Linked DNA regions of Hordeum vulgare: region 2 is linked to region 1. A link is a contact called in public Hi-C data. All regions are on one chromosome and are shown on one strand. The core of a region is the stretch at or near the end of the contact, and the rest is flanking DNA. Distances in the headings are between cores, read along the strand shown. Region 1 holds the start of LOC123403535 (long-chain-alcohol oxidase FAO2-like). Region 2 holds the start of LOC123404361 (casein kinase 1).

Region 1 (5,028 bases), core at 1,201-3,700:
ACCTCGCTAAGTACTCCTGATGATATGCCTGTAGTATAGCTAGTCGGTCGTGGTTATCGAGGGTGATTCCTCTTTCACCATTCCCGACGATGCCTCTGCCATGCAACCCCTCAAGCGTGGGACCCTCGAGGGTGATTCCTCTAAGCCCACCTTGACGGATACATCGTTCGGAATCCAACGAGGGTGATACCTCGGACCCCCCCCCCCCCCCGATGTTACAACTACACAGTTACTCGACCATGTTACTGGGATCAATGGTGATTAGTTGTAAGACGGGTGGTTTCCCGCGAGATTGTGTTGATGGCCTAATTAAAATGTTAATGGATTTGGGTGTTTGATCTGGATTGGTCGGAGACCTTTTCGCACTAACCGGCTACGCGGGAAGAATTATGGGTACTCGGCGTCGCGGTACCAGCTGAAGCTTTTCAGATGTCAGCAATCGTAGTGGCGCGCGCCCGAGTGGCCCCGAGATGCATTGCGCTTGTGATTAAGGGATCCTAGGACTGACGTCGGCCGCCCTCGCATCGTGCAGGAGCGCAGAGGGGAACTGGGCCCATGAACCCTTTGCGCTTCGGGTTTAGACCGGCGGGGTGACCTCTGTGATTAGTCTTAGGTGGGGCTACGACGTGTCGATATTCCGACGCCGGGCAGGACCCAGAAAAGTATGTCCGGCCAAAGTGTTATTGAGCGTGACGGGACATGTGGTGCACCCCTGCACGGATGAAAATTAACTACTCGAATAGCCGTGTCCACGGTTACAGGACGACTTGGAGTTGTGCCCTAATCTTATACAACTACAATTTTTACTTAACTAGAATTAGTTTGCCTTGGGATTGCTTCCTTGCAGGGAGTCGAGGGAGGATCTTTGGGTGTGACCTCACTTTAATATTGCTGCAACAATATGACTATTAATGTTTTACCCCTGTTCTACTCTCGTCTATTGCTGCAAGACCCTGAAGATGCCAGTCTTCGATAGGACTAGGCCTTCTCTCTCTATTGTCGCATTGCTGCAGTCAGTCCACATATAACACCCCCCTTTGATACTGATACATACTTAGAATAGTTCTGATGTAAGACTTGCGAGTACTTTGGATGAGTACTCACCGCTGCTTTGCTCCCCCTTGTCCCCTTGATCCGTTTGCTGCGACCAGATGATGAAGCCCAGGAGATGGAGGTCCCCGCCGTCGACGACTGCTACCCCGACGGTGCCTACTATTATGTGGAGGTCGCTGATGATCAGGAGTAGTTAGGAGGTTCCTAGGCAGGAGGCCTCGCCTCGTTCGATCGTTGTATCTTTTGTGCTAGCCTTCTCTAAGGCACCTCATGTTTTATGTCTGTACTCAGATATTGTTGATTCCGCTGACTCGTGTGTTTATCGAGCTTCCGTATTCTAGCCCTCGAAGCCCCTGACTTGTAATATGAAGTTGATGTTATTTGATTTGTGTCTAGAGTTGTGTTGTGATATCTTCTCGTGAGTCCTTGGGTTTGATCGTACGCATTTGCGTGTATGATTAGCGTACGATTAAACCGAGGGCGTCACACCGGCATCATGTTTTGCTGCAACCGTTCACTAAAAAGTTGCATACACGTCACGTAAATTTTTGTTACAACCGGCGTTTGACTTTTGCTACCACGTACCATCAGATTCGTTTTTTTGCTACGATCACGTAGATATTTTTTTTGCTACAAATTTTATTTTTTGTTGCAACCGTTGAAAAATTGTTGCATCGCATCGAAATTTTGTTGCATAGGGAGGAAAATGTTGCATGCGGATCCAACGGTGCGGACGACGCGGGGTTGGTGGATCCTGCGGTCCGCGCGGCCGGCCGAAAATCAGGGCCGGCGCGCCGGCGCAGATCACTCCCCTTCCATAAATCAGCAGAAAAAAAAGAATATTTTTACGGGATCCTTGAAAATAAAGCAAGTTTTTACGAAAACTGTTGGAGAGGTTGTTTTGCCTCAACTTCACATAAACCACGGTTATTTTAAAGACAGGAGAACTCTCTAAACCCGGTAAGAAGTCAATTGGATCGGGGCTCTCCGTTTTTGCTGTTGCAACGCGGTACGCCGAGCATCCACCCGTCTCCTCCAGAATCTCCAAGCAAATGTTACAAGCGTACGGTTGAGCCGTTGCTCCGGCCGTGCGCGTGCGCAGCGCGCCATGCCTGCGATGCCCCGCGCGCGAGGACACAGCAGGCTGCCGTGCCGCGGCACGCAACCCATTCGGCAGCCGCCCCAAGCCGTTCTAGATTCACTTCAGTTCAGGCAGTTACTCTGCACCTCCGGTTCAGTTAAGAGTTGAGATGATCAGACAGTAAAAACACCTACCTGATGGTTCTGAAACTTCGCAATCCCTCCGCGTTGCGCGGGCCCCCGGAAAGCAGCGGCCGCCCGCCCATCCATCGTCCATATCCCATCCCACCCATCCATCCAATGTTTAAAGCCTCGGTACCTCCACACTCCGCTTGTCCATTACCTCGCAGCTCGCCGCTACCCACCCACGCTCCACTATAGCCCTGTGAGCCTGTGACGACGTCAGAAAGGCGCCATGGAAGAGGACAAGAAGCAGAGAAGAAGGCGGGGCCACCCCCTCCTGCGGGGAGGAGGCCCGAGGTCGGAGCCCTACACGCATGGCTTCTCCGCCACCCAGATGATGGCGCTCACCGCCGTGTGCGGCGCGCTGGTCCCGTCGCTGCCGCCCGACGGCCACCACCTAGCGATGGCCGACAACGGCAAGGCTGTCCGGGAGTTCTTGCTCGCATCTGCCGCCGACCCGCCCGTCCCGGACGAGGTTAGTAGCTACGAGCCTACGATACGGCGACGTGTCTTGACGACCTGCGTTTTATTACCGACCGGTGGCTAACTCTGTGCGTACATGCGCGCTCGATCAGGTCGCGCAGCTGATGTCGGCAATGTGTCTCCGGGAGGCGCTGGCGCTGGTGCGGACGGTGCTGTGGCTGCTGGGCACGCGGCTGGGGACGCTCGCGCTGTGCGGCGCGCGGTGCCTGTCGTGGAGCTCCCCGTTCGTGCATAGGTTCGCGGAGATGCCGGTGGATCGGCGGGAGGACGCGCTGCGCCGGTGGAGCCGGGAGACCATGATCCCGCCTCTGCGCCTCTTCTTCCTCCTCGTCAAGGTCTACTGCCTCTACGTCTTCTACTCCTGGGTAAGCACGCAGCACGCCTACTGACTTGACTTCTTATGTCTTAACCATTTGTCACACCCGGTACAAGTCCATGTGCAGTCTGCAAGTGGCAACATTAGCTAGCTTCTCGGGTGCAAATCGGCATACGGCAGCGTATGTACGAGTATACTTGTGGTGGTGGTGTAGCATAATACGATCTCGCTGTTGGCCATGGCGCCTCTGCGCGCGCGCGGCACAGAGCAATAATGGACGCATGCATGCACGCTGTGTACGAGTACTTAGCAGTCAGTGTACCACGGCTTTCATGATAGTCTGACGAAAGGCCACGTGCCCTTTGTGAACATCGGGTGGTTCGTCAGTAATCGTTTTACTCCTTGGGCCGAACGTGTGAATTGTAGGCCTAGAGCGCGATGAATCACCGCCGCAGCGCCCCTGATGGTGATGCATCGATGGATCCATGCCGATCGTGATGTGCACCGGTGGCCGTTGGTTATTTACCGTATATAATAATTCAAGAGGGTGAGACGTGTCCCCCATTTTTGGACTTTATTAGTGGTTGGAGACTCGAAGCACAACAAAAAAGAGTGAGGATTTTCCATCAAAAAAGGGACAAGTTCCGTAGACTTGATGGCACCGGCACACTTAATTTCTTGTTGCGCTTTCCTATTTTCCCCCCAAAATGTCTTGGTTGCGACTTCGGAACATACCGCTAATTCTTCACCTTCTCCGACGAGGCCAATTGGGCCCGAATTTAGGAAGCATGCTACTAGAAACAGATTTTTGAGTTGAAAATGACAGCAACCAGCTCTGACAATGCAGTGGGTTTGTTGAGTTGAAAATGACAGCAAACAGCTCTGATTCATGGTGTTTCATTTCCCGCAGACCGACGACAACTCGGAGAATCCTCACTGGCAAGCAATCGGCTACAGCCCGCCAACCGACGAGGCTGCGGAGCAAGAAGAGCAGGCAAGCATCAAGCGGCCACTCGAGGACGGCGTGGTCGAGACCATCCACCAGACCGACGCCTCCCTCCCGACCAGCCTCGCCGAGAAGGGCCTCGCGGTGACCGAGGACGCGGCACGGAACGTGTGCAGGATCGAGTGCGATGTCGTCATCGTCGGCTCCGGCTGCGGCGGGGGCGTGGCCGCCGCGGTGCTCGCAGGGGCCGGACACAAGGTGGTGGTCATCGAGAAGGGGAACTACTTCACGGCCAGGGACTACACGTCCATCGAGGGCCCGTCGATGAGCCAGCTCTATGAGTACGGCGGGTTCATGAGCACGCTCAGCGGCAGCGGGCTCCTCCTGGCCGGCTCCACGGTCGGCGGCGGCTCGGCCGTCAACTGGTCGGCCTGCATCAAGACGCCCGACAGCGTGCGCAAGGAGTGGGCGGCCGCGCACGGCCTGCCGCTGTTCGACAAGTCAGAGTACACCGCCGCGATGGACGTGGTGTTCAAGCGGCTTGGCGTCACGTCGGGTTGCAAGGAGGAGGGGCTCCAGAACAAGGTCCTTCGCAAGGGGTGCGAGAAGCTGGGGTACAACGTAGAGCCGGTGTCGAGGAACTCGTCGGAGGGCCACTTCTGCGGCAGCTGCGGGTACGGCTGCCGCACCGGGGACAAGCGCGGCACAGACACGACGTGGCTGGTCGACGCGGTGTCCCGCGGCGCGGTGATCCTGACGGGTAGCAAGGCGGAGAAGCTGCTCTTCACCGACGCGGCCGGTAAGAGGGGGAAGAGGTGTGCCGGCGTGGTGGCTGCCAGCTCCAACCCGGCGATCACGAGGAAGCTGGAGGTGCGCGCCAAGGTGACCGTGGCAGCGGGCGGCTCGCTCCTGACGCCGGTGCTGCTGCGCGGCAGCGGGCTCAAGAACCCGCACATAGGCAAGAACC
Region 2 (4,608 bases), core at 855-3,354, 230 kb before region 1:
ATCTGATCAGCAAGCAAAAGTACTGTTTTAAGGGTAAATTTTCTGTTGCAATAGTTGAACAAGTCCTCCAGACTTGGACCAAGAAGATCAATGACCATGACATTGTACTCCCCGTCCACTCCAAACCACTTCAGATGAGGAATACCCACTGAAGTTTGAAATTGAACATTAAATCAAAATCATTAAAAAAAAGAATGGAAAGCAAGTTCTTGTATTGATTCTCGTTTAAAAAGAAGTTATTGTATTGCTACTTACTCCCCCCTTGCAGAAGCATATATAGTTTTGACTCATAATGAAGCTGGGGATGCCTTGATTTGACAGATTCCTAACAAATATAATGAGATGATAGGGACAGTCAGTTAGGATGTCCAGATGCTAGCAATTGCAGGGGCAGTAACAAGCCATAACACTCAAAATTCATGTCGATGCAAAGTTATATGTTCAAGTTATGAAAAACGTTATTATTTCACTGTTACCTACACTTCCTCAGAGCATAGTTCTTTCTTCATCTACGTCCACAATCCAAGACATGCGGAGGTAGAAATTAAGCAATTAAAAAACCACTACTTTCATCAGGCTCTATAATAAAACACCAGCGCTTAGCAGACAGCAAGGGACCATTGGCTCATTTTCTAAGAAAACAACTAACAGTGTTTATGAAGAATGTTACTTCCATGGAAAATTCTACCAAACAAAACTGCACATTGTACTGAAATAACTGATACAGCAGAAAGTATAGAATTGTATGTGCAGAGCATGGTTTTCTTCGGAGATGAGTTTTTGTTGGGAAAATTTCCAACATGTGTAGTGAAGTGCTATAACTTATAAGTTTCGCTGAACATGGGGTTTTACGAAATTCACACTTCCTTGAAAGATTGAATCAGATAGATGGACTTCGACTACCATCCATAGCCCAAAACATGGATGGGGTAATTGAAAATGCCAAAGATGTAACAGTGTTTCTTTGCTACTACCATTGATAGCCCAGACATGGGATTTACTTGAAAAGGATAGTGTTTCTCTGTTAATTATTACTGGATGTAACAGTATAGTTTGTTGTTATTCCTGACTTGTAGAATGTTGAAAGAGTACATAACATGCCAAGAATGTTGTATGGTGTATGTATGTGTCTACCCTCCTGTAACCCACGCAAAGGTGTACAAACATACTTAAATGGGCAGATAATAAAAATTGAACTTCCAACCGGGAGCAGCAAACACTTTCGCCCTTTTTCTAGATCCCCAGTTCTGTGCGTCTCTAATAGATCAGTTTGCATGTACCGAACCTATAGTGTTCAGAAACCCCAAGCTCCTCGCCGCGAGTTGCTACTCATATGAAAAGAGCATGATACTAGATAAGATGTCCCAAACATCTCTGATTAGTGATGGACCAAACTGTATTCGCAGATTACATACATATATTTAGTTAACACCGGATGAAAACATGCATACGTATATTAACAAATGACAAGGTTCATAATATAATCGAATTTTTTTCATGACATACCAACTTGATAGCCACCTCCTCGCCGCTCTGTATGTTCACGCCTGCAGCCAAATTAATCACCCTTGTAAAAAAATAAGCTAAGCAGATATAAAGCTTTGGCAACACAAACGGAAAGAGGCACATGAAAGATCTAAGAACACCATGAGGGCCGTACCAAGATACAGCTCCCCGAAAGATCCGCTCCCGATCTTCCTACCCAGCTTAAACTTCCCCCCGATCACATGCTCCATCTTTGCAACCCCGCAAGAGATTCAGCAACGGCTGCGCCTAAAATCGCCCCTTGACCTAATCACATTGCCCAGAGGCCTCAAGATTTGAGCCCAGAGCACCCGAGGACGGGATCCCGGATCTCCCGAGCCAAGACCGCGCGCCCGGGACCGCCTGAGATGGAGCCGCAGATCGAGTTGGCGCTGATCGGAAGCGAATCGGGATACTCCTCGAGGTGGGATTCGGGGACTAGGGATTGCTTCTGTGAGTATTTTTGGGATTTTCGTGGGGGTTGGAATCGGGAGACGAGTTAATGGAGGGACGGATGGGGGAAGCGGAAAATGTGGGAAACGGACGGGGACCGTACAACGGATGGAAGGAGAGAACGAGGGATAGGGCGGCACTAGGGCTACGCTTTTCCTTTTTCTTTCCTTTATTTATTTATTTATTTTATGGTTTCCAGTTTCCCGTTCTTTGTTTCATCCCATTACCTTTGCTTTATCTCCGGTTTTCGTTGCCTGTGTTTCTTTCTCGATTTATTCTCTCCTGCTTGTACTCTTGCTGCCTGCCAAGTAAGTTTGTTTCTCCTAGAAATGGAGCTTTTGTTTTAGTCTAACAGCATCTACACCGACGACAACAAATCTGGCCCCTCTCGCGGATGCGCCCCTAACGTGTGCGGACGGATCGATCACGTCTCATATTTATTGTTTTACATCCAAATATCTTATTATACAAAGAAAGACCCTACGTACTACTTTAATTACGCTTCATCATTATCAAAGATGTCCACCATGTCCATACCGGATGACTCATAGTTAGGCTCGTGGGGGGGCTCCAACTCCTCCTCATCATCCGTATGCGTGAACATCTCGTTAATGTCATGAGTGTCCTCCTGCATACGACGATGCTTAGCCTCCGTCGTCGATTCTGACCAGACGAAATCGAGGATCACGTGATGCTCCACACATAGATTCGCAGCCCGACGTCCCACGTCCTTTTCCTCATCGTCCTCCTCCTTCGTCGCCGCCTCCAAATCCTTCTCCGGATGCGGTGGATCCGGAGGTAGCCCCATGATGGTCCGGGCATCGTGTCTTGCCAGGATCTGCTCAAGGAGTTGCAGACGGTGCTCCGACGTTAGATACATTGTAAGGCAGTGTGAGGGCATAGCTACTAGCAAAAAGCAACGGGCGGCGAGCGGCGAGTGGAAAGTGACGACGACGACGGACGGGAGGGGTGAAATGCAGATGGACGGGGTTTCGGTGCCAGCGCTCGGCTTAAATAGTCGGGCTAGGACAGTATGTGCTCGATCATGCCCGTCGTACTGTTGGGTTTCCGCACAATTTCACATGGGACCCGGACGTCAGTGTGACGTGGCAGGCCTTCTCGTACCTGTCTTATATTTTGGTTGAACATGAGGGGTGTTGGTAAGCCCGGGCGTTTGAGTCTGTTTGAGGCATTCGTATAGGTCGTGTTTTCTAACTCGTCACTAACCTAACCATCCGCCTGTTTGAGGTTTTCGATTTTAGTGCTTTAAGAGTATCTACAGCAGGACCCCTCAAATCCGGCCCCTCAAACGTCTGCGAACGCATCCGGACGGCCTCTCGTATTTTGTTCTGTGCATCCACATACCTCATATTCGGACTCTCAAATCCATACAAAGTCATGCACGTCGATCATTCGATACAAAATTGTCTGAATTCAACAGTTTTAAACAAAAGCAAACGATAGCATAGTTCAACCAAACGGACATGCCAAAATGAAATCATGTCCGACCGACAAGTGGTGTCGGATCACTGGCCGAACGAGTTCATTCATGCGTCCTGCTTCGCGTGGGCAACCATATCCGCCTGCATCCGGGTTGCCTCCTCCGCCTGCATCCGGGTTGCCTTCAACGCGTGCATCCTGACCACCTGCTCTGCTGCCGCCGCCGTAGCCGCCCTGGCCGCCTCCAACGCTCTACAATGGTTGATCTCCTTCTTCTTGTCCACAAGCCATTTTTTGGCATGTTCGTCCAAAGTGGATTCATCCGCGAGCATGATTTTTGCATCCTCTGCGTCGCATGAGAGTTGCAACCACTCCTTCTCGAGTTCAATCTCTTCAAATGTCTTGGCCTTCTCGAGTTCCCATTTGATCGTCGCATCTTTCTTCTCCAATTCAATCTTCTCCCTATCAATTTCAAGCCGCCTCTCTGCCCTCGTCCGATCCCACTCCATCCTCTTCCTTTGCACGTCCAACATAAGCTTGTACATCTCCTCTTTCTTGCTCTCCCTTGCCGAAAAAATGCCCGTCCATGTGGATGACATTTTTGTAGCCTTGGCGTCACGAGCGATCCTTGCCTTCTCCCACTTAGTTCCCATGAATAGTCGGTTATCCTTTGGCATGGTAGCTTTTCCATTGCTGACGACAACACCGTCGTCATCATCATTCAACCCAATGGATTGGTAGGAGATTGAGCCATCATTCCTCTTTTGTCTGACCTTGAGGTCGACCACAACTTGTTGCCACTTTGGCTTGCCATCCAATAAGATCCAGCAATGGTTAAAAGTAAATGGCCTCTTCTCGGTCTCGTGATACAAAGTGGCCGCCACCGTCACCAAGCATACAAAATATGTATGAGCACAAGAATGAAAAACACATCAACATATTGAAATGACAATAAGATGAGGCAATCGATGACGCACACATGTAGCTGTGCGGTCAACTTCCTTTGTTGCTGCCGGCGACGGCGCAACTTACGGGCGATGTTCTCCGGCTTGCAAGATGAAGCGGAGGAAGGCCCGCCGATGAACGAGACGGACTGCATCTCCGTTCTGGCGGTCGGGGACGGGTGGAAAACATCACGGCGGCCGATCGAGACAGGTGGTGAGGATGAAGAGCAAGGGTGTCGGACGGCGA

What was found. Hi-C and Micro-C count contacts between places; a contact is called where the count stands out from the background.
Region 2: a contact with region 1 is called in a Hi-C map of leaf, with 8 times the contacts expected there. The contact joins the promoter of LOC123404361 here to the promoter of LOC123403535 in region 1. A contact is called at or near these places in 3 of 6 Hi-C or Micro-C datasets (leaf and seedling) and 1 of 1 datasets of contacts at active chromatin or transcription factors (embryo).

Annotation. Positions count from the first base shown.
Region 1 is chr6H:373,559,460-373,564,487 of MorexV3_pseudomolecules_assembly, reverse strand. LOC123403535 (long-chain-alcohol oxidase FAO2-like) reads left to right here and starts at 2,450. Exons shown (of 3, transcript XM_045097466.1): 1 at 2,450-2,791; 2 at 2,892-3,164; 3 at 4,026-5,028. The coding sequence starts at 2,549.
Region 2 is chr6H:373,785,443-373,790,050 of MorexV3_pseudomolecules_assembly, reverse strand. It overlaps LOC123404361 (casein kinase 1), which reads right to left and starts at 2,104. Exons shown (of 14, transcript XM_045098277.1): 1 at 1,661-2,104; 2 at 1,507-1,547; 3 at 256-325; 4 at 1-148. The coding sequence starts at 1,736.